Regions from separate parts of the Mus musculus genome. Here regions 1, 2, 3, 5, 6 and 7 are each linked to region 4. Evidence: chromatin contacts called from public Hi-C, HiCAR-type, HiChIP or PLAC-seq and promoter capture Hi-C data. All regions are on one chromosome and are shown on one strand. Each heading gives the region's core, a stretch centred on a gene start, on an enhancer-like site or on the middle of the called end of the contact. The rest is flanking DNA. Distances are from core to core; before and after follow the strand shown.

What was found. Promoter capture Hi-C pulls out the DNA fragments that hold promoters and counts their contacts. Hi-C and Micro-C count contacts between places; a contact is called where the count stands out from the background. HiCAR-type assays count read pairs that join an accessible place to other places. HiChIP or PLAC-seq counts read pairs in DNA pulled down with a chosen protein or histone mark. Capture Hi-C pulls out chosen DNA fragments and counts their contacts.
Region 1: a contact with region 4 is called in a promoter capture Hi-C map of liver, with 3 times the contacts expected there. The contact joins the enhancer-like site here to the promoter of Fbxl14 in region 4. A contact is called at or near these places in 3 of 39 promoter capture datasets (hippocampal neurons, liver and neutrophils), 1 of 15 datasets of contacts at CTCF or cohesin (embryonic stem cells), 1 of 484 Hi-C or Micro-C datasets (embryonic stem cells), 7 of 115 datasets of contacts at active chromatin or transcription factors (astrocytes, bone marrow-derived macrophages, double positive thymocytes and 3 more) and 1 of 9 other capture datasets (embryonic stem cells).
Region 2: a contact with region 4 is called in a Hi-C map of regulatory T cells, with 7 times the contacts expected there. The contact joins the promoter of Il17ra here to the promoter of Fbxl14 in region 4. A contact is called at or near these places in 2 of 39 promoter capture datasets (hippocampal neurons and liver), 1 of 15 datasets of contacts at CTCF or cohesin (embryonic stem cells), 6 of 484 Hi-C or Micro-C datasets (the G1E-ER4 cell line, embryonic stem cells, neutrophils and 1 more), 6 of 115 datasets of contacts at active chromatin or transcription factors (bone marrow-derived macrophages, embryonic limb bud, large pre-B cells and 2 more) and 2 of 9 other capture datasets (embryonic stem cells and liver).
Region 3: an H3K4me3 HiChIP or PLAC-seq map of embryonic stem cells shows a contact between it and region 4, with 9 read pairs. The contact joins the enhancer-like site here to the promoter of Fbxl14 in region 4. A contact is called at or near these places in 1 of 15 datasets of contacts at CTCF or cohesin (large pre-B cells), 28 of 115 datasets of contacts at active chromatin or transcription factors (the SCID.adh cell line, T-cell acute lymphoblastic leukemia, acute myeloid leukemia and 19 more) and 1 of 9 other capture datasets (embryonic stem cells).
Region 5: a promoter capture Hi-C map of liver shows a contact between it and region 4, with 7 times the contacts expected there. The contact joins the promoter of Kdm5a here to the promoter of Fbxl14 in region 4. A contact is called at or near these places in 18 of 39 promoter capture datasets (the 3T3-L1 cell line, 3T3-L1-derived adipocytes, the C10 cell line and 11 more), 1 of 15 datasets of contacts at CTCF or cohesin (large pre-B cells), 9 of 484 Hi-C or Micro-C datasets (CD4 T cells, CD8 T cells, the HPC-7 cell line and 6 more), 31 of 115 datasets of contacts at active chromatin or transcription factors (the 230-238 cell line, the SCID.adh cell line, T-cell acute lymphoblastic leukemia and 21 more) and 6 of 9 other capture datasets (adipose tissue, embryonic stem cells, embryonic tail and 3 more).
Region 6: a HiCAR-type map of astrocytes shows a contact between it and region 4, with 3 times the contacts expected there. The contact joins the promoter of Ankrd26 here to the promoter of Fbxl14 in region 4. A contact is called at or near these places in 2 of 39 promoter capture datasets (cranial neural crest and hippocampal neurons) and 2 of 115 datasets of contacts at active chromatin or transcription factors (astrocytes and extraembryonic endoderm stem cells).
Region 7: a contact with region 4 is called in a promoter capture Hi-C map of the HPC-7 cell line, with 4 times the contacts expected there. The contact joins the enhancer-like site here to the promoter of Fbxl14 in region 4. A contact is called at or near these places in 13 of 39 promoter capture datasets (3T3-L1-derived adipocytes, the C10 cell line, the HPC-7 cell line and 8 more), 1 of 15 datasets of contacts at CTCF or cohesin (large pre-B cells), 83 of 484 Hi-C or Micro-C datasets (the 3T3-L1 cell line, B cells, the Ba/F3 cell line and 45 more), 28 of 115 datasets of contacts at active chromatin or transcription factors (the SCID.adh cell line, T-cell acute lymphoblastic leukemia, acute myeloid leukemia and 19 more) and 1 of 9 other capture datasets (embryonic stem cells).

What each region holds. Positions count from the first base shown.
Region 1 is chr6:120,441,602-120,445,228 of GRCm38.p6, reverse strand. It overlaps Kdm5a (lysine (K)-specific demethylase 5A), which reads right to left. Exons shown (of 28, transcript NM_145997.2): 28 at 655-3,627. Among named protein-coding and RNA genes, the nearest start is that of Il17ra, 20 kb to the left of the region's middle. Within about 2 kb of position 1,413, at least 16 of the 459 cell types and tissues checked have an H3K27ac peak or open chromatin away from gene starts, as enhancers often do. A contact at or near this core is called in liver, where this site is marked.
Region 2 is chr6:120,461,290-120,465,010 of GRCm38.p6, reverse strand. It overlaps Il17ra (interleukin 17 receptor A), which reads right to left and starts at 1,814. Exons shown (of 13, transcript NM_008359.2): 1 at 1,545-1,814. The coding sequence starts at 1,682.
Region 3 is chr6:120,257,487-120,261,059 of GRCm38.p6, reverse strand. All of the region lies in intron 1 of B4galnt3 (beta-1,4-N-acetyl-galactosaminyl transferase 3), which reads left to right. Among named protein-coding and RNA genes, the nearest start is that of B4galnt3, 36 kb to the left of the region's middle. Within about 2 kb of position 1,404, at least 18 of the 459 cell types and tissues checked have an H3K27ac peak or open chromatin away from gene starts, as enhancers often do. A contact at or near this core is called in differentiating embryonic stem cells, embryonic stem cells and extraembryonic endoderm stem cells, where this site is marked.
Region 4 is chr6:119,478,410-119,482,060 of GRCm38.p6, reverse strand. Fbxl14 (F-box and leucine-rich repeat protein 14) reads right to left here and starts at 2,393. Exons shown (of 1, transcript NM_133940.3): 1 at 1-2,393. The coding sequence starts at 2,201. The coding sequence ends at 999. All of the region lies in intron 1 of Wnt5b (wingless-type MMTV integration site family, member 5B), which reads left to right.
Region 5 is chr6:120,362,847-120,366,218 of GRCm38.p6, reverse strand. Kdm5a (lysine (K)-specific demethylase 5A) reads right to left here and starts at 2,120. Exons shown (of 28, transcript NM_145997.2): 1 at 1,441-2,120. The coding sequence starts at 1,605. It also overlaps a transcript of Ccdc77 not described here.
Region 6 is chr6:118,560,054-118,563,698 of GRCm38.p6, reverse strand. It overlaps Ankrd26 (ankyrin repeat domain 26), which reads left to right and starts at 1,428. Exons shown (of 34, transcript NM_001081112.2): 1 at 1,428-1,886. The coding sequence starts at 1,642.
Region 7 is chr6:120,310,794-120,314,263 of GRCm38.p6, reverse strand. No RefSeq gene overlaps it. Among named protein-coding and RNA genes, the nearest start is that of B4galnt3, 18 kb to the right of the region's middle. Within about 2 kb of position 1,628, at least 3 of the 459 cell types and tissues checked have an H3K27ac peak or open chromatin away from gene starts, as enhancers often do. A contact at or near this core is called in the HPC-7 cell line, where this site is marked.

The DNA of each region.
Region 1 (3,627 bases), core at 164-2,663, 960 kb before region 4:
TCCTTAATAAAGATGTACATATTTGCTTAGATAAATATAATGAGTGGCCTCAAAATAGTTAAGCCAGGCAGTGGTGGCACAAGCTTTTAATACCAGTGCTCAGGAGTTCGAGGCCAGCCTGGTCTACAGCGTAAGTTCCAGGACAGCTGGAGCTAACACTGAGAAACCCTGTCTCGAAAAACCAAAACCAATGATCAACCAATCTACCAATTGTTTGTATTGTAACAAAACAATTACAATAAAAACATTAAATCTTGCTAGTGGTCCTTTTGTGTGGAAAATTATTTTTAGTTATTGTAGCTCAAAAGTAAATGACCCACAAGGAGTTAAATAGCATCTTTAAGCATATAAGCTTGAAAATAGATGTTCAGCCAGGCGGTGATGGCGCACGCTTTTAATCCCAGCACTTGGGAAGCAGAGGCAGGCGGATTTCTGAGTTTGAGACCAGCCTGGTTCACAGAGTTCCAGGACAGCCAGGGCTACACAGAGAAACCCTGTCTTGGAAAAAAAAGAAGAGAGTTACTTCTCTCTATTTACAACACACACACATACCCTTTCTAAGCAGTGCTAACAGGATAACCACACCAATAATCAAATCATTCTTTCAGCCTAGCTCTTCATTTTATAGACAGCAAGTAAAAAAACAGCTTTGGCCCTGGTTAAAAGTGGCTCCTGTTTATTGGCTATTTTTCCTCAGGATTTTCAGTACTCATTCTAGAATTTACATTTACTTGGTAACCATTTGAAATCACCACCAATACAAATAATGGGATTGGCTGAGAGTTGGGTGGGGAATCTTGAGCACAGACATAATGGCAAACAATGTAGTAAAATTAGCTACAGTTCAGACAAAAACAAAAAACAAAAAACCAGATGCTCAAACATCATGAAATCAAGTTACAATTTCTGTAAGGCACAACTGTGGAGTAATTTTAATTCAGAACATGGCTGCTCTGCCAAGAGATCACATCCAAAGACCTTCTAGGTCTCTGTGATCTGGCTGGAATACAGACATGCCTTTAATCCCAGAGACATAGACAAACAGATCTCTGGATTCAAGGCCAGCCTGGTACACAGCAAACTTCAGGTAACAAGAAGCTCAAGTCCAGACGTGGGGGTACACACTCTTAATCCCAGCCCTCAGGAGAGAGAGGCATGCAGATTTCTCAGTGCTAGTTAGTTCTCTTTAGTCATTTCGGTTGAGTCAGTTCAAAGGCAGGCAGTGGAGCTGAGTTCGTGGAATTCAGAGGCAGTTTACTGGGAGAGTTAATTTTACAGAGACAGGTGAAGACAGAATGAGCCAGAGAATGAAAAGGAGCCAGAAGTTTGGAACAGATTGCTAGAGTTAGCAGAGCAATTCAAGCAGAGCAGAGAGTAAAGCCAGAGTTCACAAAGAGCTAGAAAGGGCAAGCACAAAGTCTCGGAGGTGAATATATTCTAAGCTTAGGTTAGCAGAGGGAGGCAGTAAGCCTGAGAACAATTAAGCCAGACGACTAAAAGTTACTCTTACACACAACCAAAAACCCTGGTAAAATTTAATGAACATGTAAGGGAATCATCAACCGGGGGAGGTTCAAGTTCTTAAAATATATTCCTGTTTAGACAGACATATCATTGTATAAGATGTTGTGTCCCTTCCCGGTGCACATCCTATGCCGCACAGCGGTGAGTGGATCCCGGCCAAGAGAATACTCCAGTCTCAGACATCAAAGTCCATTCTTTCCCTCTTGTGCTATAAATACCACGTAGTAAATCCATATTCAAAGTAACGGTGTGGTTTGATTTAAAGGGACAGGATGTCTGAAAGGTACTGTGCTCAAGGACCTACGCTAAAAGCAACATTCTACACACATAAAGCGAATTCACATTTGAAACTTCATAAATGAAACTTCATTGGACTTGGTTTAGGGTTATTTGGGACTTAAACAACTTAAAATCTTTACACCTTGCAATTTTCAAAACCCACTCCAAATTGTTACTTTCTCCCAAAAGTATTCTGATGTAACCTTTTGAAAGGCAGGGTCTCTCTGTAGCTTTGGCTGCTCTTGAACAAGTTCTGTATACCAGACAGGCCTCGAACTCAAGAAAGATCCTCCTGCCTCTGGCTCCTGAGTGCTGGAAATAAAGGTGTGCTTCATAACTGCTTGGCAAAAGGCAGGCTTTATTTTTCCATTATTTCTATTTTAATGGCTGACAGGCAGTTTCTTTTCCTTTTTTTTTTTTTTTTTTGGTGACAAGTTCTATTATGCAGCTCTGGCTGTCTTAGAACACACTATATAGACCAATCTGCCTATGTCTCCCGAGTGCCAGGATTAAGTATATACTACCATGCCCAGCTGACAAGCAGTTTCTTTATATTCACTGAACTGTGTCCAGCAAACTAAGAAAAACAAATTGACATTTCTTGGACCCTGTTGAGGACCAAAGGCGGAGCTGGAAAGGAAGGGAAGGACTTGTGAAATCACATCCATCTCTCAGATCTGGCAGTGTCTGCCATGTTCCTCAGGTCATGGGCAATCACAGATTGAATGTTTGCCTCCCAGTTCTTCTAAGTATGCCACACTGTAATTCATAATCTCACTGCGGCTCAAGTCAGAGTCAGCCAGGCAGAGCTGGTTCACAGCAGCCACTGCTCATGGTTTCTGCAGCAATAACAGGAGGTGAAACAAACATCTGCCTCTTCTCCAACAACTAGGGACCTGTAACGACTGCTACCTTGTATTTCTGTAGAGTTCTAAATGACCTACTACCTTTTCTTTTCTTTCTTATTATGTAGCCCTGGCTAGTGTAGAACTCACTGGACTTAAATCTTCTGCCTCTGACTCCCAAGTGCTAGGACTTAGTGTGTGTGCCAAAACACCAGGCAGACTTCCAACTTTTTTCATTCCGTTACCTTTGTTAAAGTATAATGAAGGCAGTGAGAAATAGCTTAAAAAATATTAAACACTTAATAACGAAGAAGTGCAACTTTGAGGAGTCAGAAAGAAACATAAATCAAGTTTTAATACAAAATGTAAACAAACAGTACAGAAGAATGGAGTTACTTGCAATTCTTGTGAAACAAAGCTTTACATTAGAACATCTACTTTTCCTTAAATAGATGACTCTTTATTTCATTAACTCACAAACTATAGGGTTTTTAATTTGTGGGTAGAGTGCTAGTTTCTCTTATATCCTTAATTTTTTAAAAAAAGATTTTAATTACTTGTATTTGTGTTTTGAGTATTTTCCAGAATAGATGTCTGTATGCCACATGTGTACAGTGCAGTAACGTCCAGAAGAGGACATTACAGATGGCTGTGAGCCACCATGTAGTGCTGAGAACTGAACCTGGGTCCTCTGGAAGAGCAGCCAGGATTCTTAACCGTTGAGTCATCTTTCCACCCCCTCCCTTATGGTCTTTTGAGTTTTTGTCTAAATCTATGGTTAAGATATCAAAGTCTTCAAATAAGTACAGAAGAGCCGAATGAATCAATTAAATTATATATTTAAAAGTTTCAAAACATCAGAAGATGACAGGCAGCTATTCACAGGTACAGACTGCCTATGTCTGAGGTCTCCAACAGACAAACACTGTACAAAGAACACAAATTACTCAAAACAGTCACCTTTCAGTATCCTCATGAC
Region 2 (3,721 bases), core at 565-3,064, 980 kb before region 4:
ACCTCACAGCCTAAAATTTTGGCTCAGCTCCCACCCATCTCTCTCTGCTGTTCCACAGATGCCCCCATCTTCCACTTGACCCTGCTTGTTTCAGGTACCGTTCCACCAGTGAGATTTTTGAACGCTTTAAGCGAAATGTTTCTGAGGCTCCTGGTTTGGAACAGAACTGCTCAAATGTCTTTTCAGTGAGAAACAGCCCAGCTGGGGGTCATTTTCTCCTCCCTGGATTCTGCACACACCGATTGTGCAAAGCACTCTTGCAAGACGTTCCTACATCCAAGACAACTTCATCCTGGACACTGCAGTCCCAGGAATCATCTTTCTCTACTTTCAGTTTACTTGTATCGTGAGGCCCTTGGCAAAGGACTAGCCAGACACAAACAGCAATCCTCTATGTTTTGACACTTTGGCCCTGTCTGAAGATGTCACTCTGACTTTCCCAGTACGGGGAGCACTATGACATTTCCCAGCAGCCCTCAGACTTTTTTAAAAAACACAGTTTTTCCAGTAAAAATAGTCACCCTCTCCCCACCCTCTTTTGGTAAATCTACAAAATTAGATAAGAACTATCCTTTTGTTTCATATCCTCCGACTCAGCGACTGGACACAGTTCCTGGGGTCAGCTGTGGAAGTGGAGGGGAAGGGGCTGGAAAAACCAGTGGAGGAAGAGAAGGCTTGAAGGGAGACAGGGAGGAAAGTTTATGCGTGGAACAGACACTAGGTTTTGCACAGGTTCGCTGTTTTTTTGTTATGCTTTGTTTTGACAGTAAGTAAGGTTCAACCGCCAGGGGTGTGTCAGTTTCCTAAGAGCGCAGCGGGGCGTGGGGGTGGGGTGGTCCTCCCTGGCAGTAACAAACTGGCAGACTTCCACACATGTTAACTCAATTTTGGCAGGCTCGGTTCTGGGACACACGTGGTGGTGAAAAAAAGATGGGATGGACGGCATCTTTCAACCCACATCCTGTTTGATTCCCCTGGGCACTGGGCTCGCCCGCACTACCCAACCTGTGGGGACCCCCGAGGCCAGGCTGGGGCACCTGAGCATGGGAGAGCTGGAGGATTGACTGCTCAGGAAGCAAGGAGTTAGGGGCCAGTCCAGATTATTTCAGCTCCTGCCAAGGTTAGGTCCATGTCCATCCCGAGCTGCCAGCCTCTGGTGCCTCCATCTTCCAATTCCGAGGCCCAGACGGAATTGTCACCCCGCCTCGCGCTACCAGTGACTCCGCCGCCCGCGTAGTTTCCCTAGAACTCCCCCTCACCGCGACTCCACTCCCGGAGTCGCTGCCAGCGCGCCTCCACGCTGCGCCCATGCCCGGGACCGTCCTCCGAGCCCCTAGGGCGGACTTTCAGCCTCCCCGGGCCCGCCAGAGCCTGGGCCGTCCGCCCCTTCGCACTCGCGACGGCTCTCAGCACCTTTGACAGCCCTCCGCACTCCCGACGGCCCTCCCGACGCCCGCCCCTCTGACACCTCTTCACCACCCTCCGCCGTCCTCTCCACCACCCCCGACGGCCCGGGCATCCCCGCTCCGCCCGGCTTCTCTCACCTCCTGCGCGCAGACCGGAGCCGGGAAGTCGAGGAGGCGCGGGGAGGCGCGGCCCGGGGCCAGAACGTTCAGCAGCAGAAGCAGCCATCCCAGCGCGGGCCCGGGGACGACCCGTGGCCAGCAGCGCCGAATCGCCATAGCCCTCGGCCCGGTCGCGGAGCGCTCGCAGCTGGCTCCGCGCGACAGCGAGGGCCCGCGATGGCTTTCCCGGCCGAGGACTGGCGCTCGTCGGCTTCACACGGCCTCCTCTGTCCCGCTTCCGGCTCCCCCGAGGGCGGGCCGCTCGGGGCGGGGCTTGGGTGGGGGCTGTCCTTCCTCTGGCCCCGCCTCCGCCTTGGCCCAGGTGTGCTCCTGGCCTCTTTGGCTCTCCTTGGATGTTGCTCAGCTAAGTAAGATAGGAGCCCAGGAACCCGTTTTAAGGAGCCGAGCCCCGCTGTCAACTTGCTGTGGAGCTATGACTGTCCTCGCCATCGTACCCTCCCGGTTTACACTGATCTGTTTCATCATTTTAGTCTAATTTCCGACTCGGGACTCCAAGGAGTTTGTTTGCTCAATCTCCCTTTCAGTTTTTATGGAGAAACAAGCCCATCGCATCGTCGTAATGCTTATTTCTCGTTTTTGTTTTTTTTGTTTTTTCTACAAAGTTCTAGTTTTTGATGGCCAGATCATGTAGCTTAAGTCTCATATAGCAAGTCCATGAAACTATATTTTTTCCCTTTCAGCGTTGAATCATACATTTGCACACTCAAAAACAAAACAAAACAAAACAAAACAAAAACCCAACAAAACAAAACAAAACCCTGGACAGTGAATTAGTCACCTCATGGCTGGACTAAAGCAAACACGGCATTCTGTAACAGAGATGTGTGTGTGTGGGGGGGGGGGGGTAGCATTGCTAAGTATGAAGGGTTAAAAGTGGATCAGAGGAGGGAAACGGAGACAGCCTGTGTAGACAGCCAGCTCTTTCAAGGAGCCTCACTGTGGCCTCGCCGAGTGCAGTTTGGCTGGGTAAGGTACACAGCATAGGAAGGTTTGAGGCCAGGCTGAGGGCAGAGGCGTGGAAGGATGGGGGACTGAGCAGTACAACGGACAGAGTCTCTGACAAGGCCTGGGGATGCCCTCTAGAACCCCCTGGAGAGAAAAAAAAAATTCAAAGAAGCCACTAGGAATTCAAATTTCTCCAAGACTAACACTTCTTGTAATGAAAATATGTGCTCATGGTTGCACCGCTGCTAAAAACTGCATTCTGGGTATCAACCGCAACATCTAAGAATGTGAGGCCACGATCTGACCACCTGGAGTAAGGCACAGGACCCCTTAACGTTGGGAATAAAACCAAGCGCGACTCTCACTGGATGCGCTTATGCGCTCAGTAAGACACGGCTGTACACCGTTTTGCAGAAGGAAACTTTTGTCTTACTGAAACCCTTTGGCTATTTTCTCAGACCCAACAAGGGGCTCTCTCTTTATTACCAAGGTTCTTGGGAGCTGATTCCCATCTCGGGAGGTGTAGTCGCCAGCGGCCACGGAGAACTGGGTTCCCGAAAGGAAAGCTGGGGTTGGATAGGAATGATGACTAGAGAAGAATGAGACCAAGACAAAGATTCTGATCAAGGCCCAATGTTTAATCCTTGAAATTTAAAGGGGGGGCCCCATCCCCCACTATGCCAGGATCTCGTGGGAAGCTGCAGAAGTGGCAGGACAATAGACTTTACCTAGGTCAGAAGACTCCACCCTAGGTGGGCTAGCCTACTGCAGCAAAACAAGGTCTAATTCAGCCCGCCCAAGGCTGTGGAGGGAGGGCACAGGGAGGTACACCCTGTTGTCTTGTGGGCTTGGATGAGGACCCACACTCTAATTTCTAGACTGACAGAAACCCCAAACCAGAAGTAAACCAGGACCGCAAAGCTCAAGTTAGCACCACGGCATGAAGCACCACGCGAAGCCCGGCAGGAGAACCGCACTATAGAACACTGCCTGCTTTGGTGGCTGCGACATCCCTGAGGTTGTGTGAGACAGGCTGGAAGCATGTGCAGACTCTCATCTGAGGTTCCTGTCTCCCAAGAGGGACCAGAGACAGGGGGAGTGATTTGGGCAGGCGCAGGAAACCTCCATGTAGCCCTAAGGAGCCCGCTCTGGAGGATCCCTTCATGTGGCATAAGGTGGTCAGCACAGAC
Region 3 (3,573 bases), core at 155-2,654, 780 kb before region 4:
ACACACACACACACACACTAATATGTGTCTTAGTTAGGGTTTCATTGCTGAAGGGACAACCTGACCAAGGCAACTCTTATAAAGTAAAACATTTAATTGGGGCTGCCTCAAAGTTTCTGAGGTTCTGCCCATTATCATCATGGTAGGAAGCATGGCAGTATCCAGGCGGACATGGTGCTGGAGGAGGATCTGAGAGTTCTACATCTTGATCTAAAGGCAGGCAGAAAGTGTTTGAGCACTAGGGGCCCTCAAAACCTGCCTACACGGTGACACACCCTCCAACAAAGCCACATCTATTCTAACAAGGCCACACTTCCCATGGGCCAAACATATTTAAAGCACCACACCATGTTATTAAATCTTTGTTTGTTTGTTTGTTTTTCAAGATGGGGTTTCTCTGTGTAACCCTGGCTGTCTTGGAACTCATCCTGTAGACCAGGCTGGCCTCGAACTCACAGAGATCTGCCTGCCTCTGCCTCTCCAGTGCTGGCTTTTAAATTCCTTTCTAATTCTTTGCCCTCATGTCCTGACTCTCTCTCCTTTCTCTGTGCATCTGCAGTCTTAGAAGGAACTCAGTGAGTATTCTTGCTATGTAATGTCTGAACTATTTTGTCAGCTTTGAGGCAACTTGAGTTTTAACTTTCTTTCTTGAATGAAATAATATCTAGTGAATAAATAAAAGGATGAATGTCCATCGAGCTGAGCTTATCTAAGGAAAGGACCACAAGAAGGGTAGCACATACCTTTAACCCTGGCACTCAGGGAGAAGAGTTCAAGGCCAACCTGGTCCACAGAGGGAGTTCCAAAAACAGGAGAAAGAAAAGAAGAGAAAAACAAAAGAAAAGAAAAGAAAAGAGGAGAAAAGAAAAGAGGAGAAATGAAAAAAGAAGAAGAAGAAGAAGAAGAAGAAGAAGAAGAAGAAGAAGAAGAAGAAGAAAGGAAGAAGAAGAAGAAGAGACAGACGACACAGGCAGCGCAACAGCTCTCATAACACCCCTTTTCTCCAGTCTTCACCCCTGAACTACACTGCACCCCTCCCCCCTGATCCCAGATTATAGAAGTTTTTCTTTTCCTTCTTTCTTCTCTTCTAGTTCTAATTTTTTGAGAACTGCTTTGAGTAAACCCCCAAATCAAGAACTAGCTCTTGTTGAGATGGGGTAGATGTTTGTCCCTCTGTTGGCTTGGCTTCTGCAAGCCTTTCTCACTGCTTTGTGAGAGAGCTCTCCCACCGAGTGAGGTGGTGTCTGCTCACCACAGCACCTCATTGTCATGGCGGGGAGTGTCCCAAAGACCCTTGTTTCGCATTACCCAGGCCTAGGATTTCTATCTTCAGGGAGATAGGGGTCTGAATAGGTCTGCCTCTCAAACTGTCCTCAACCTGGATTGATAGGAAGAGAACAAAGACCTACAAACAAAGCTGTGTGGAGCCTGTGTGGGGTTTCCAACTCTCCCACGAAGAGACCCAGATCAGACAAGCGGGAGCTCTGCCGCGAGCAGCCTCGGCCATCTTCTTCTCCTTTCTTTCATTTGCATAGATTTGAGCCAGTTAAGCCTCAGTCCTCGCTCTTCTTAGAAACCAGACTGTAGCCCGGCTCGCCTCTGATTTTAACCTCTAAAACACTACAGGTTGCAGCTGAGTAATCCCAGAGATACAGCTCTGAAAAAATCCTGTGGTTCAGCTTTTAGAGAGGAAACTATTTTGAATAGACCAGAGGTGATATAGTATTGTAAGGGAAACTACTTAAAGTTTCTTCTCTGTGTGTTAAGTGTTGGATCACAGAATGTGTTGGGGTGAACTGCGGTAATCCCAGCATGGGGAGGGCTGAGGCAGGAAGATTGTGGGAAGGATTTGAAGCTGGCTTTTGCTATGAAAAACCAACAGTATTTGCAGTGTCCCTAAATGTCATCATTTTTTCCCCAGGTAAACCAAGAGCAGATCACAAAGCTAGTAAGTAATGAGGCCTCGTACCCCTTGTCCTAGCTGAGGGCTTCAGTCTTGGCAATGATGGAACACAGCAGAATTTTTCAATCTTGGTTCTCCTGTATTTTTCTTTTCATTTTTTATTTTTCTACTTAAAAACATTTTGCAGGGTGGTGGTGGTGGTGCACACCTTTAATCCCCCTACTTGGGAGGCAGAGGCAGGTGGATCTCTGAGTTCGAGGCCAGCTTGGTCTACAGAGTGAATCCCAGGACAATCAGGGCTACACAGAGAAACTGTCTCAAAAAAACAAAACTCAGATGGTACACTTCTGTCCTCTCAGCAATTCAGGTGTGGAGGCAGGAGGATTGAATGTTCAAGGTCATCCTCACCTGAGTAGGGAGCTGAAGCCAGCTTGGGGTGTGTGAAAGCCTGTTTTGAAAAAGTGGAATCCTTACTTTTTGTTTCAGTGATGCTGGCGATGGAGCCCAGGCCTTCAGGCATGGATCACAAGGGCTCTCCCCTTCAGCTACACCCAGCCAGGTGCCTGTTTCTATGGGGATAGGCATTTTGCCTGAATGAATGTTGTGTACTATATTGTACCTGATGCCTCAGGAGGCCAAAAGAGGGCATTAGATCTCCTGGGACTGGAGTTACAGATAATCGTGAGCTCCCTGTGGGTGCTGAGAATTGAACCCAGTTCTCCCACTGGAAGAAGATCTAATGCTCCTAGTCACTGAGCTGTCTCTCCAGTCCTTCCCATATTTTATTTTGATTTCCTTTCCAATACCAGGGCATTGGATTGGGGATCCTGGTATTGGATCCATTGGGCCACCAGGCTTCCTTGATGTTTCTCCTGGTTGTGACAGGTTTGTTTGTTTTTCAAGACAAGGCTTTCTCTCTGTGTGACCCTGGCTCTCCTCGAACTTACTCTGTAGACCAGGCTGGCCTTGAACCCACAGAGATCCATCTGCCTATGTGTCCTGAGTGCTGGGATTAAAGGCATGTGCCATCACTGCCCTGCCAGATGTGACAGTTTTAATTTTAATATTAGTAGTGTCCCTTTGGCTATATATGGCAATTTCCCCCATATAGCTATCTTGAACACTTTCTGAGTTAATGTATATGATATATACTTGTGTTATGACTGTGTGGGCTTTGTGTGTACTAGATGTTGAGCTCAGCCTTGTGTGTCTGCTAAGGAGGCAAATGCTCTACCATGAGCCACACACCAGCACCTTACACACTTAAAATCAACTGCTATATCATCCCACTGCCCCGGCGATGATGATGATGATGATGACGACGACGATGACGATGATGATACCTACGTTAAGATAGATAACTCGAGGCTAAGTGTTGTCTAGAGAGCGAGATGATTCCTGCCACCTTGGAGCTTCGACTCTGTCATAGGCAGGTCTAGCTGAGGTTGGGAGGGATAGCTGATGTAGGTGACCCCAGTATAGCTCAGGGAGAGAGCCAAGCAGCCTAAGGTTCTGCAGTTCCTGCTCCTTGCCCCACAGAAGGACCTGTTTTTAAAACTGTGTGTGGTTGAAACACCCATGAAAACACTGGGCTTGTCCGAGGAAGTTCTGAAAGAGAAAAGAACTTGGTTACTATGTGTCCATTTAACAATGGGACAGAACTGTGGTGT
Region 4 (3,651 bases), core at 1,144-3,643:
AAACAAACAAAAAGGAAATTCTGCTCTCATTTCTCCCATACATTTGTGCTATAAATTAAATCAATATAGAAACATGGTTGGGTCATCAAAGCCCAATAGACTGGGGGTGGGGTGGGGGGTGGGGTCGTAGCCAGGATGCGGAAGTGGGGCACATTGGGTACAGGGAGGTTGGGAAGAAGCCAAAACCAAAAACAGATACAAACCCAGTGGGCATCTTTCCAGTCTAGGCACAAAAATGTTTCAATCTCAAAATATCTCTCTTGTAGAATTCCAGGGCTTAAGAGAAAAAAGTAAACTAAAACGAGGTAGCCAGACATATATATATATACATACACACACACACACACACATATATATATATATATATATATGAGAATATACTCAGCAGAAAGAAAAAAGAACAATGATTTCAAATTTCTTTGAAAACTAAAAAGGAAGCAGATAAAAAACAAAACAAAAAAACAGAACAAGAACAAAACCAGAACCGAAGTGAGTTGCAGATACCAAAGGGGCAGCGATGAGAGGAGACTGGCTACAAAGTGGATGAGAAGGCTGTTCAAGTCGGGCTTGCTTTCTACACGTTTGGAATTAAAAGCCAGATCACAGTATCCAAATGAAAGTGTAAGTGAAGGCAGGCATCTTTCCTCAACTCCTCGGGGTTGAAACGACTAGTCCCTCCCCGCCCCCACCCCATTTCCAAATGCAGTGCCCCAGGATACAGTTGTCGGTGGCTGAAAGTCTCCATACCCTGCAGAAGAGTGGGCAGAGAAACAGCAGGGTCCATCTCTCCCCTCACTGGGAAAGGAGAGTGGGTAGAGGGAGCAGAACAACTCCAGACGCAGTGGAGAGGGGCGCCAGACTAGGAGAAGAGAGCCCAGGCTTCCGTCATCGCCCCACCGCGGCCACTGCCCTGAACGTGTAAGTGCGCGCGTGAGTGTGCGGAACAGTGGTGGTCCTGGGATGAACAGGGCGGGGCGGGGGAACTGGAACTGCCGCCCTCACCTGACCTTCTCACTGTCCGTCATCTGCCAAAGTCCCAGGTTAAGTACCTTGAGGCAGGGCAGCTGCGTGATGCGCTCCAGGCCGCGCTTGGTGATCCTGGTGCAGCCGTACAGATCTATGCCCGTGAGCTGGCTCAGGTGCTCAGCGATCAGCTCCAGGCCCTTGTCCGTGATGCGCACACACTGTCCAATGTTGAGCGTGCGCAGCCCGTGCATCTGCCGCACCATGCGGTTGATGCCATCGTCACTGATATGGCAAGAGCAAAGGGAGAGGGACTTGAGGCCGTCCAGTCCCTGGGCTATGTACGCCAGACTCTGATCTCCCACCTTGTCACAGAACGACACATCCAGACCGGAAAGGCGCAGGCTGCCCATGGCCAGATGCATGATGCCGGTGTCGCTGATGTTGTCGCAGGAGCGCAGGTTCAGGCTGCGCAGGCTGCCCATGTGCGACAGGTGCAGAAGGCCCGCGTCCGAGATGCCGCCGCAGAAGCTGAGGTTGAGGAGCCGGAGGCCCGTCAGCCCTCGCGAGATGTGCTTCAGGGAAAGATCCGTGAGTTTCTGGCAGTCCTGAAGAGTGAGCTGCTCCAGGCCCAGGCAGCCCTCGGCAGCGCTGCGCGTCATGCCGGCCAGGTGCCCGATGCCCACATCCGAGAGGTGGCGACAGCTGCGGAGATTAAGGCTCTTGAGGCGCTGCAGCCCCCAGGCAATGAGCAGAAGGCCGGTGTTGGTGATGTTGCTGCAGCCCCCCAGCTCCAGCACCTCCAGGCCCTTGAGGTACTGGGCTATGCGGCCCAGGCTGCTGTCGGTGATCTGCTTGCAAAGGCTCAAGTTGAGAGCGCGCAGCGAGCCGATCTCCTGCACGAACGCGTGGCCCAGGCCGTTGTCGGTGAGGTTGTAGCAGCCGCTGAGGTTGAGGCTCTCGATGTTCGCCATGCCCTGGATCACGTAGCTGAGGCTGCGGCGGAGGCTGAGGATCTGCACGCGGCGGATGCCCCGGGCCTGCAGGCTGGGGAACAGCGACGGGTTCGCCCGGCGCAGGTGCAGCTTGGCCTCCACGCCCCGCCACACCGACTTGTGGTAGGCGGCGTCCCGCCAGGCCGTGCACACCTGCGCCGCGCGACCCTTGTCTCGGACGTCCAAGTAGCCGAAGATCATGGCCAGCAGCTCGGGGAACAGGCACGAGATGTGGGTCTCCATCTTCCTCCCGCCGCTACGCCGCGCCGGGTGCAGGAGGCGCGGGCGCCGCCGCCGCCCCGGGAGGCGCCGAGAGCGGCCCGCCGCGGGCCAACGGCCGCCCCTCCCCGCCTTCCGGCCGGGCCGCCGCTCCTCCTCCCGGCGCGTCCGAGCGGCGCTTCCTTCCTGCCGCCCTTCCCGCCCCCGCGCGGCCGCTCGGGCCTCACATCCCGGCCGGGGCGGGCGCCGCGTCCGCGCCCGCGCGCCGCCCCGCGCCCTGCGGCATCCCGCGCCCGGCCGCGTCGCTGCTGCGCGCGCCGGCGAGGCCCGGGCCGGGCGCTCGGGCTGCGGACGGCTTCCTGCTGCCTTTGTCTGCCGTCCGCGGTTCAAACTGCCCAGCCCCGGGCTGCTCGCACTCGGCCGCTGCGCGGGGGGACTCTGGGGCCGCCGCGCGCCGCTCCTCCCCCGCCTAAGTCGCGCGGGTCCGATTCACGGCCGCGGGCGGCGGGACGCGGCGAACTCACCGGCGTGATCGGGCCTGCGCCCTAGGAGCCGGCCAGCCGCGCTGCGCCCTCCGCGTCCTCCGCGCCGGCTCCCCCGCTCAGTGGTACGCGCCCGCGCCGCCGGAACTGGTGGAGCCGTTTCCTTGGAAACCGGGCTCTGCCCTCGGCCGCGGAGGCTTAACCCCATGCGCGCCGGGATGGCTGGCGGCCTCGCCGCACCGTGCAGCCCTAAAGAGCGCCCGATGGCCCACGGGCTGCTCCCCTCGGTGTCCACGCTTACTCCACGCCCTCTCCCGCCCGCATACTTCATCCTCTCTTGCCCGCATATTCCATCCCCTCTAGCCCGCGTTACTTCTCAGAGCGCCTTTAACCATCTCACCACACCCACTGCCCCAGTCGGGCGGCCTTCCCACCATTCCTTTCTCTTTAGTAGTGAGTCTTAATTTGGTGGAGAAAGTGGCTTTTAGTCAGCATAGTTTGACAGCTCTCGTTCTAGAAATTTCTGGAAGTTGTCCAGTGTGCCTGCCTTCCACAATCTTGTTGTTTCCATACACCCATGTGAGTTCCTTTCCCTTTCAACTTTGTGTCAAAACTTCCCACTGCTTCTGCCCCTGCCTTGCGCTCTAACCTACACCAGGTTTTGTCTTTTTCCTCGGCCACTTAGACTGTAGATTGCACGGCCCAGCTGTACGGATACCTAATACATCTGTATGTGCTGACACACATACACTCTTTGGTCTGGTTAAAGATGCTCCAGCCTTATGCTTTATGTATATTTTATGAATCTAGGGCAGAGCTCAACTCTATACAGTGTAGCCTCGGGTCTTAAATATCTGCATGAAGGATAGGATTTCAGAATTGTATTTTTATGACCCCTGAAGCCAAGAGTTTTTAGTTCAGAGAAAAGGAACCTGAGAATCTTAAATAAGTTACAAGTTCACACATCTAGATACAAAACAACCTGACTTAGC
Region 5 (3,372 bases), core at 871-3,370, 880 kb before region 4:
AATCAGCCTAGGTTACAGAGCCTGACCATCTTAACAACAAGGACAAAAGTCATCTGGGTGCCTGCTAGGGAAGAGAACCGTAGAACCAAATAAATGACATCTGCAGCCACACTTTGGTTCTACTTTAATAAGGCACAGGGATCTCTTCTAAACAACATCCAGTTGACGCTGGTGCTCATTTTTCAGCAACATTTGGACAAGGTTTTTCTCCCATGTTAGTGAGGATGGAAGCCTGGGCCTTGCAGCATTCTCCCACACCAACAACATTATTTGGAAAACACCTAATATTTTTTTTTTTTAAAAAAACAAAACCACCCTTTGACCTTGAGCATATAACTTAACCTCCGAGGGAATTAATTCCACTCATTACCGGGTATCATTTGCTTTCCTAACCTTAGAAAGTGAGGTTAATTAACCAATTTATAGGCAAACTTGATTATTTATAGTACAGTTTGGGAATCTTTGTCCCTTACTTTCTTATTTCTTACATATAGAGATTTCAACGTTTTCTTCCATCACCATTCATTGGCCAATTCTTTCTAAACCTCTACATTAAAAAAACAAAAACAAAAACAAAAAATTAATGCTCTTTATCTTTCTCAAGGATGCCTCCTTGTTGCAGTAATAATTAGCGTGGGGGTTCTAGTCTAGTGACATCACCCTGTAGACAACCTGAGTTCGGATTACTAAATTTAAGAAACCCGAGTAGTGGCCTGCAAAGGTTTGATAAACTGAACATCAGTAGGCTTGGACACAAAAACGGTCGACATTAGTGGGGTTTTTTTTAACACGCAAACAGAAAGATGGTGCGTGAGCTGATGACAGGACACTTCAAACGCCTTTCCCTAGGAAGGGCCTGAAGCCTTTTGTTATCCTTACCTCCAATCCACACTACAATATCCGTGCCCAATAAGTTCTGGGAAGGAAAAGGTCCCAGAGACACCTCTTTCTGTCTTTTGAAGGGGGACCTGAGAAGCGATGCGATGGCCCAGTCGTCAGGCCAAAGCCTGACAATCTTGAGTTCGAGCCCGGAGACCCACAACCCCCACAACGCAGGAAGAGAATCGACTCCTACAAAATGTCCTCTGACCCCTCCGCGAGCGCTCTCTCGCTCTCCTCCCCTCTCTCCCTCTCTCTGTCTGTCTGTCTCTCTGTCTGTCTGTCTCTCTCTCTCTCTCTCTCTCTCTCTCTCTCTCACACACACACACACACACACACACACACACTCACACGCGATCAAATAAAATGTCAAAGTGGACGTGAAACTGCGTTCAGAAACCAGGGCAAAAAACATCCTCAAAAGTGGCCTCGGGACACCAAGAGAGGAGGGAGGGGCCCCCGGAGAGCACGGAAGACCCCCAAAGAGGAAAGCCACGGGGAGGAGGAGGACCGTCCCGCCGCCCCAGCACGCCCCCCGTCCCCGCCCTCAGGCGACGCTACCTTGGGTGGCCGGATTTTGCAGATGCCCGTTTTCTCCGCAAAGGGCCGGATGCGCCCGATAAAACTCAGCGGGTCTGTGAACTCCTCCCAACTGGGCTCAAAGACCGGGCACTCGGGCGGTGGCACGAACTCCGCCGCGTAGCCCCCCGGGCCCACGGACGCCATGGTCACCAAAAAATAAAATAAAAAGCCAGGGGGGCCTGAGGTGCACAAGCGAGGAAAGGCTTGGCTGACGGCCACCAAAGCCCTCTCACGTCCCCGCACTGGGGCCGCAGCGCATCTTCTTAGGACGAGAACGAGTCCTCACAGGAGCGCCAGCCGCTCTCCCTCCGCTCGTTTGTTATTGTTTCCTTCAGGGCTTTTCCTCTCAGGGGCAGGACGCTCCCGGAAGTTAACGTGCTGCTAAATCAGTCCGCCACCGCAGGAAACAAAATCCCACCGCCGCCACGTCTAGTCGGGTCTTCTCTCCTCGCTCCCTTCCATGACGGCCGGCGGAGCTTTTTTGTTTTATTTTGGTTTTTTGTTTTCTCACAGCTTGCCTGTCAAAGTTCTGCGCCCTCCGTCCACCCCGGGTGCGCGGCCCCTCAAGGCGCCGCGACCTCTCTCGAGGAGAGGCGAGGGAAAAGCTACCCCGCAAGGTGGAACGCGCGCTTCCGGCGCGCGGAGGAATGTGTAATGCCTCGGAGAGCAGAGGTACTGCTTCCGGTAAGGGGCTTCCGGTTCCTCTTTGTGTCGGGGGTGGGGACACGAACGCAAGGTGGGCCCCTCCGTGGCTAGTCGGCCGGGTTTGTTCGTTCTCCGAGACCTGTTTTTAACATCGTTGTCTAGGTTTGGACAAGTGACGAACTCTTGGCCGAGTTTCCGCGTCTCCGTTTCCTTCTTTCGAATGCTAGTCTTGTACAACTCGTTTCGCTCGGTCGCCTTCGTACGGGTTTCTCGCTTCTCCGTGACCAATAGGTTTCAGCCCAATTCCGTCATTACATGGGCCGGCCTTCACCACCAGCTGCGACTTGCTTTTTCTCACGACACTGGGAACCTACCCATAGAGGGCCTGGCCTTGCTAGTCTAGCTGTTGGCAGCCATCCCGAAACCGTATTTGAGTAGTAAGCAGGGCCTGAAAACGCTTGCTTTGTAACCAACCCATTTCAGTTTGGTATGAAACTGGTCACCTTGTCAGAAACCTCTACTTGGAAGGCCGGGCATAGTTGCACACGCATAGAGTTCCGATCAGCAATGGCTGGTTTAAAAAAAAAAAAAGCCACGTTTCTGGTATACGGTCCTACAGTTCCTTTATGCGTCTAAGCCTGACTCTACAAGGTTGAAGGCAAGAACCGGCTCCAAAGTTATCCTGTGCCCTCCACATCCATATACCTTTATGGTGATGAAGGTAGATGCTTTAGGGGCAGTTCGAGCTGCATATGAATTTGAGGCCTGATTAGGCTACGGGAGACCTTGTAAGTAAGGAAAATCCCTGTGTGGTGGCTCAGGACTATAAACTCAATTCTGGGGAAGGAGATGTAGAAAGAGCACCATAAGGCCACATGGTACACTTATCGAGTTCCAGAATGGTCAAGAATACGGGGTAAGGGCCAGAACAGTGGCTCAGCTGTGAAGGGCACTTGCCACCAAGCTTGAAATCCTAAGTTTGATTCCTGGAACCCCATGGTTAAAGGAGAGAACTGAAAGCTGACCTCACCTTCACGCCAGGTCCACATACATTCATCTACAAATTCACACATTAAGTAATCAAAGGCTGGGGGGGTTGGAGTGGGGGGGTGGCTATCAGGTAAAACGCTGACTCATAAATAAAGGTTCTATTCTGCTAGTCAGGATCAGGAATGCAAGGAAATGGACTCAGGCTAGTTTGTTCAATTACTTTCTGTACTAGAAATTGAACCCAAGTCCTTGAACATATTAGGTAAATGTGTCCTG
Region 6 (3,645 bases), core at 179-2,678, 920 kb after region 4:
CAAGGGTAGCATAGGCTAGAGTGAGATTCTGTTTTACACACACACACACAGAGGCACACATGCACACACATGCGCGCACACACACACAAAGATAAAATTAGCAATAGAATTTATTTCAATTTTTATTACAAAAGATATAGTCAAATCAAAAACCTGTGGAATCATTCCATTGAGTACAGCATGTATTACAGATCCACACTGCAGAAGTGGGATTCCTGTGGGTTGGGGAGCAGGGGGAGGGGGTAGGATAGGAAAGCTGATAACATTCGAAATGTAAAGAAAATATCTAATAAAAAATTAAAAATTAAAAAAAAAAAGAAGCTGTACCATAGGAACTGACTGATCTGAACTACTGCCGTAGCAAGTTTTGAACGTTGCAAGTCCAGAAGCAAATCACATTGAGCCATCGTGTTCTCCTGTGCGTGGGACCTAGCTTCTTTATGTCCAGGAGGTAAAGCCTTTGGAATGTCCACTGGGACTCCTAGCTTCCATCAGCCAAAGGGGGTAAGAAATTCATCAACTGCCATCTGAGGGGTGTTAACACAAAACCCACTTACCTGACGTACCCACCGACGTATCTGAAAAGTGGGTTGATTTGTTGTCGTTTCTATTAAAATTGGAACATGAAACAGGATTTGAGGTAGCCTGAATTTGAGGTAGTTCCTGCGGCCACTGGAGGTCCTATTAGGCACGAACGGTATTTTATTCCCTTTGAGGTGAGTTGTGGCTTTAGATTGACAAAATTTATTAACAATTTAAAACGTCAAGGTGAACACTTACACTGGAAAACTGCTTACTAAGTATTACTTTTTCCAGGTCCAAAACCAAAAATTTACACACATCATATCGTTTCATTCAGATCCCAAATGCAGACAACCTTTTCTTCTTACCTCCCATCAGCTTGTCTAACTCATATACTGACTCTTTAGGCTGTGAAACACGATCATTTATTGCACTAATTCCCAAACTACTTAGCTTAACAAAATCTCTTCCCTTACTCTTCCACGCCACGATTCCATCCATGCTGTTTGTAGTTTACTTTTTGATTATCGCCTACCTAGAGTCCAATAGGTTTGCTCCCCAACAGGTTTAACTGCCACTGAAACACAAGGCCAAAGCTAAGCAGGGAGGCCGGACTCCAGAAGGTTCTGCGCCCATCTGCCAGGCGCCCTCAATGCCCGCAGTCCTGGAGTACTGGGTCTGGGTTCCACGCTGCTGAGCGACCCCCATTCCTGTTGAAGCCTTGCAGCGATCACGCCCAAACCGAGGCTAACCCGGGCCTCTGGAAACAACACACTGCCCACCTCCGCCTTAAACCCCGGGTTAGAGAACCCGCTAGGTTGCAGCGCCCTGACCTCCTGAACAGCAAAGAAGGCGGAGCCTGGCCGTGCGCACGCGTGCTGGGCACTGGTCGCTGCTGGGCCTGTGTGAGCATGCGCGGCAGCAAGAAGGCGCGGGTTGCTAGTTTGCAGCTCGGCTTGGCGATTATTGTGCTTTAAAAACCTGCCGGGCCATGCAGCGTCTTTCCCGGTGGGATCCCGTGCGTCTAGGCCGGCTTTTCAATAAGTGCCCTAGCTGCGTTGTGTTGTCAGCCAACGTTGCGCGGGGAAGAAGGTGCCTGTGAGGGGCGTACCCTCTGCCATGAAGAAGATTTTTGGCTTCAGGAGTAAGGGCCCATCGCCCTTAGGCCCCTCTGCCCGCCCGCGCAGCAACTGCGTGGGCTTTGGACGCGAGAGTGCTAGTGGCTCCCACGTGCCCAGGTACCATATTCACGACAAGGATATGGGCAAGATCCACAAGGCTGCAAGCGTGGGAGATGTAGCCAAAGTGCAGCATATCCTTATCCTTGGAAAAAGTGGCGTGAACGATAGAGACAAGAAGGACAGGTAATAAATGGCCCGCCAGTTAGCGGGGCGGGACGAAGCTGGTGGGGGAGCGTGCACCTACCTTGTCTGGCTTTGGGGCTGGAAGACAGAGAGTCTATCTTTCATTAAGGAAGCTTGACTCTTCCCACCTGGCTTTGAATGCCTAAGTCTTAGTGGGGTCTAAGCCCTGACCTGTATGAACAGCAAGGACAGCAACAAAAAACACTTCAGCTGGTTTCTGATCCACTGACAGTTCCCTTCACTGGCAATGTAAAGCGAGTTAACTAACATTTTAACTTTCTGCATACATATAAGAAAGTTTTATGTTGTAGAAATACATAATAGGAGAAATGTTTCTGTTCAAGGTTAAAAATTCTTCCACTAACATACAGGATCCATCTTATCACTGCCGTACACCTGTGTGAATGGTTTTGGTTGGTTGGTTTGTTTTTACTGCATTTTGAAGTGGGAAAATAGTTCCATATTCTCGAGTCAAAGATTGGTAATTCCCAGAACTCGAACTCTGAATATCCTGATCAATTTAACGTAAGCCAAACCCGACCGTCAGCGTTTTAACAATTTTGAGTTTCTTATGTTGCTTTTGATTTTGTGATGAGACGAGAAAAAAAAAACTTTCTAAAGGATAAAACTACTAGTTTTCACAAGTCAGTCGTTTACTAGCAGCCAAAGAGACACAGCAGTGAGCAGGGTGGAATAGAAAACCCAGAACATATCCAATCAAGTATATGTAAGAATTTAGATATTGCTGGGCAGTGGTGGCTCATGCCTTTAATCCCAGCACTTGGGAGGCAGAGGCAGGTGGATTTCTGAGTTCGGGGCCAGCCTGGTCTACAGAGTGAGCTCCGTGACAACCAAGGCTACACAGAGAAATCCTGTCTCAAAAAACAAAACAAAACGAAAAAACCAACCAACCAAACAAACAAACAAAAAAACCAAAAAAGAATTTAGAAGTTGATTCTGGTGACACCCCAGTTAGTAGGGAACAAACACTTAGGAATGAAATGGTTGTTGACTTGTTTGGAGAAAACTAGCAACATTTCTATGTCACTAAAATAAATCCCTGATAGAATATAAGTTAAACACTAAAAGAAAACACAGTGAGAAAAGTACCAAAACAAAACAAAGAGATGAGGAACGACTGCAGAACCACTGTGTGTGTGAGTGTGTGTGAGTGTGTGTGTACACACCCGTGTATGTATCCGTGTATTGGTGATTGAATGCAGGTTTGTAGTGTATCCTCAGGATACTTTCTAACATTGAGCTTTTTAAAATGAAGCATTCTCAAGACCCATTGAACAAAATCTGAGGATAAAGGGACTGTATACTTGCAAAGTGTTCACAGTATGTATGTATATATATAATATATATACACACATATGTATATATATTAGTATATATGTGTGTTATAGATAGATAGATAGATAGATAGATAGATAGATAGATAGATAGATGAGAGCAGTGTTCCTGCTGAAGCTGGTGTTGCTTAGGGCTTCCCAGTAGATGCACTGATTTTTATGTTGCTTTGTATCGTGGGTGGGAGGGGAAGTACGTCTGCTTCCATCCTTTAGTTTGTGTGGCTTTAGTGAGATGTGTTTCACTCAGACAAACAGTAGTGTTATTCAGGGGATCTCCCCCACCCACCCCATTGGTTCAAATATGGTTTATTCTTTTGTATTCATAGCCTGGGGTTTGCTGGTATACTGTTAGTCCTTTCCATCCCCAGTTCTCATCTCTTTATCTGTCCCCTGTCATACCTGCC
Region 7 (3,470 bases), core at 379-2,878, 830 kb before region 4:
TAATCCTTCTCAAACAGTGCTCACTCCCTGATAACTGACCATTCAAATATATGAATCAAAGGAGGCCATTATCATCCAAACTACCACAGATTGTGGCCTTCTACAAACTTCTTCCATGTGACCCAGAGAAGGAGTCAGAGTAGGAAAAACTAAGCTAGCATATTCCAAAGAGATAAAGAGGCATTCGTCACAAAGGTATACAATACCTAAAACGTGCAGAGAAAAAGACGGGCTATGTGCAGAAAGGAAGGTTCCTGGGTAGGGGAAAGGGAAATAAGACTTGCCAAAAAGTAAGCGGGGAGCCCTTGTGAAAACAGACTTGGATCACACCCTCAGGGCAAGCCCACACCCTCACTACGCTCAGAACCAATTGTGACCTTTGGTGAGGCAAATCTACCTTGGTGGGTAGGTGGCAATGAGAAGGAATCTAACTGTAGCACACACACTCATACACACACATACACAATAACAATAATAATAATAATAATAGGGGTTGGCGAGATGGCTCAGAGTTAAGAGTGCCGACTGTTCTTCCGAAGGTCCTGAGTTCAAATCCTAGCAACCACATGGTGGGCTCACAACCATCCGTAACGAAATCTGATGTCCTTTTCTGGAGTATCTGAGGACAGCTACAGTGTACTTACATATAATAAATAATAATAATAATAGATAATAAAATGTTGATGTAATACTATCAAAGGCTGGGTGGGTCCCCCATTGCTTCCCAAACCTTATAGCATTCCAAGCAAGGTCACTCAATTTATCATAGTTTAGAGAAATTTAAGAAGCCAGCAGCAAAGATGGAGAAACCCTACCTGAAAGTGCCAGAAAGCAAGGTCGCTCATTAGTTTAAAGGCACGGGGGGTGGGGGGGGGGGAGGCCCTCTGCACTACCCATGTCTAGAAACATGGAGCTGGATGCAGTGTGCAGGTGGGTGATCAAGCTAGGAGAAGCTTTTATGACAAGGAGCCCTATAAGTGGTGACTCCAGGGCCTGCTGGCACCATCTTAAGAGGGTAGAGGTTGTACTGGGAAGGTGTGGACGGGCAACAGGTGATAGGATTACAGCGAACATTTGGATAAACAGCTAGATTTAATTTTTTATTACATGCGTGTGTGTGTATGTGTGTGTGTGTGTGCTTGTACATCTAGGCACATATGCCATTTTGTATACATAGAGGTTAGAGGATAGTTTGCTTTGCTTTCCTTTCCTGTTTGTTTGTTCGAAGTTATCAGGCTTGGTGACAAGTGTCTTTATCAAGTCATTCATCTCCCTGGCTGAAAACTGGGATCTTGGACATACTTTGAATAAAACAAGCTCTGTCTCCTTTATGTAGTTATTTTATGAGTAATGATTAGTGTTTCCAAATGGGACTGCTTCCCTACCAAATACTATTAGCCCCGGAGTGTGTAAATCTGCCCTTCAGGCTTTACTAATTGAACCTGCTAAACGGAAACCAGTAAGCTTGCCCAGGCCTCCGAAGCGGGGGTAGTTAGTGGCCTGCGACTGTAGTGGATGGCTGAGGAGGGAAGAACTGCCTGAGTTCAGGAGTTTGAGGCCAAGTAGGGTAATGTAGTGAGCCCCATCTCAGAAAAAAAAAAAAAAAAAAAAAAAAGAGGAAGGAAGGGAGACAGGAGTGTGGTAGAGAGGAGTAGAAGGGTGTGGAGGGGGAGGGGGATGCCAGGAGCAGAAGAGGAGGGTGGGCAGGAAGATCAGCAGGAGGAAAAGAACTCTCTGATGGGCAGCTCTACAAGGAACTTACAGTAGCAGATCCCTGTGGATGGCTTCTAGAAGCAACATGGTACCGAGCAAATAACTGAGAAATTCCCCCTTGGGCATCAACTACTTTTTGGTGAGACATTAATTAGGGTAGGAAATCAGAACTTTTGATACATTTGAATCTTTTGTCAGAGTTCCTAGAGATGATATGGGGCAGTAATGTGGTAGAGCATTTGACTAACATACGGTGAGGTCCTGCCTTTACTTTCTCAACATGAGAAAAAAGAAATTCCCAAAAGTCTAAACAGGTCGGTTGTGACTTTATGATGTGTCCAGATGTGGGGGATAACAGGAAGTGCAATATAGTGCCTACTAGTGGGGTAACCTCACTTTCTATGAATGGGATGGACAGAGGATTTGCAAGGTTGCTTATATGGCAATGCTAGCAGTCCAGACCAGCACAGACACTGAACCCAGGTTCCTTCCAGAGGCAGAGAAGGTTGGGTGTGAATGAAAGAGAAAGGACAGAAGATAAAAGGGAGGGATTGAGAGGCTGGAGAGATGACTCAGCAGTGAAGAGCATGGGCTGTTCTCCCAGGGGACCCAAGTTTGTTCTGGCACCAACATGGTGACCCACAACTGCCTACAACTCCAGTTCCAGGGAGTCAGATGCCTTCCTCTGTCCTCCCAGGGCATGAGGCATGCACATGGCATGGTACACATACATATACACAGGCACCCACGCATACACATGAAATAAAAATAAATTAATTTCTTTAATGAAGAAATGGACAAATGGATTATCAAGAAAAAGGTTCAGCATTGCAGAGACATCCCGAAAGAGGCTCAAAGTAAAACACAAGTTTGGCTCTTTGGTTTATCATACTGGAAACCTCCAAGAGTAAAGCTGTGTGTTTGCAGAAAATTACCTCTGCTCTCGGGCCCTGACATGGTCGATCTGAAGCCTTGTATGATGGGCCTCACTCTCCATGATGTATTGTGAGTGTTTGAGCTCTGACCGAGAAAGGAATCCTGACAATCAGGGGCCAAGGAAGCCCACAAAGTCACGGGGCACAAGAAATGTCACATGGGAGAGACCCAGGAGGGTGACTGCCTCAACGGGGGTGGGCAAGAAGCAGCAGAACACAGAGGACAGGGTTTATTCAGGGTTTCTTTGGGGAAGGGGGACAGAAGCTTTCCAGTGTGGGGATTGGTGGAACTTCAAGTCCTGACCTTGAGCTTTTTACTCTGTAGGACGGAGCTTGGCTGGGTGTTGTGTGGGCAGAGCCTGGCAATTCCTACATGGATATAATTGAGTTATTTTCTTACTCCGCCCCCACCCCATTCCCCTCTCCTGCTGAACCCCTCTTTCTCTCTCTTTCCTTCTTTCTTTTTTTTTTAAAAAAGGTTTATTTATCTATTTTATGTATAAGAGTACACTGTAGCTGTACAAATGGTTGTAAGCCTTCATGTGGTTGTTGGGAATTTAATTTTAGGACCGCTGCTCTCTCCGGTCAGCCCCATTTGCTCAGGTCAACCTCATACCACTCCGTTCAACCTCACTCGCTTTATTTATTATTATAATTAAGTACACTGTAGCTGTCTTCAGACTCACCAGAAGAGGGCATCAGATCTCATTCTGGCTGGTTGTGAGCCACCATGTGGTTGCTGGGATTTGAATTCAGTACCTTTGGAAGAGCAGTCAGTGCTCTTACCCTCTAAGCCATCATCTCACCAGCCCTTGTGTGTGT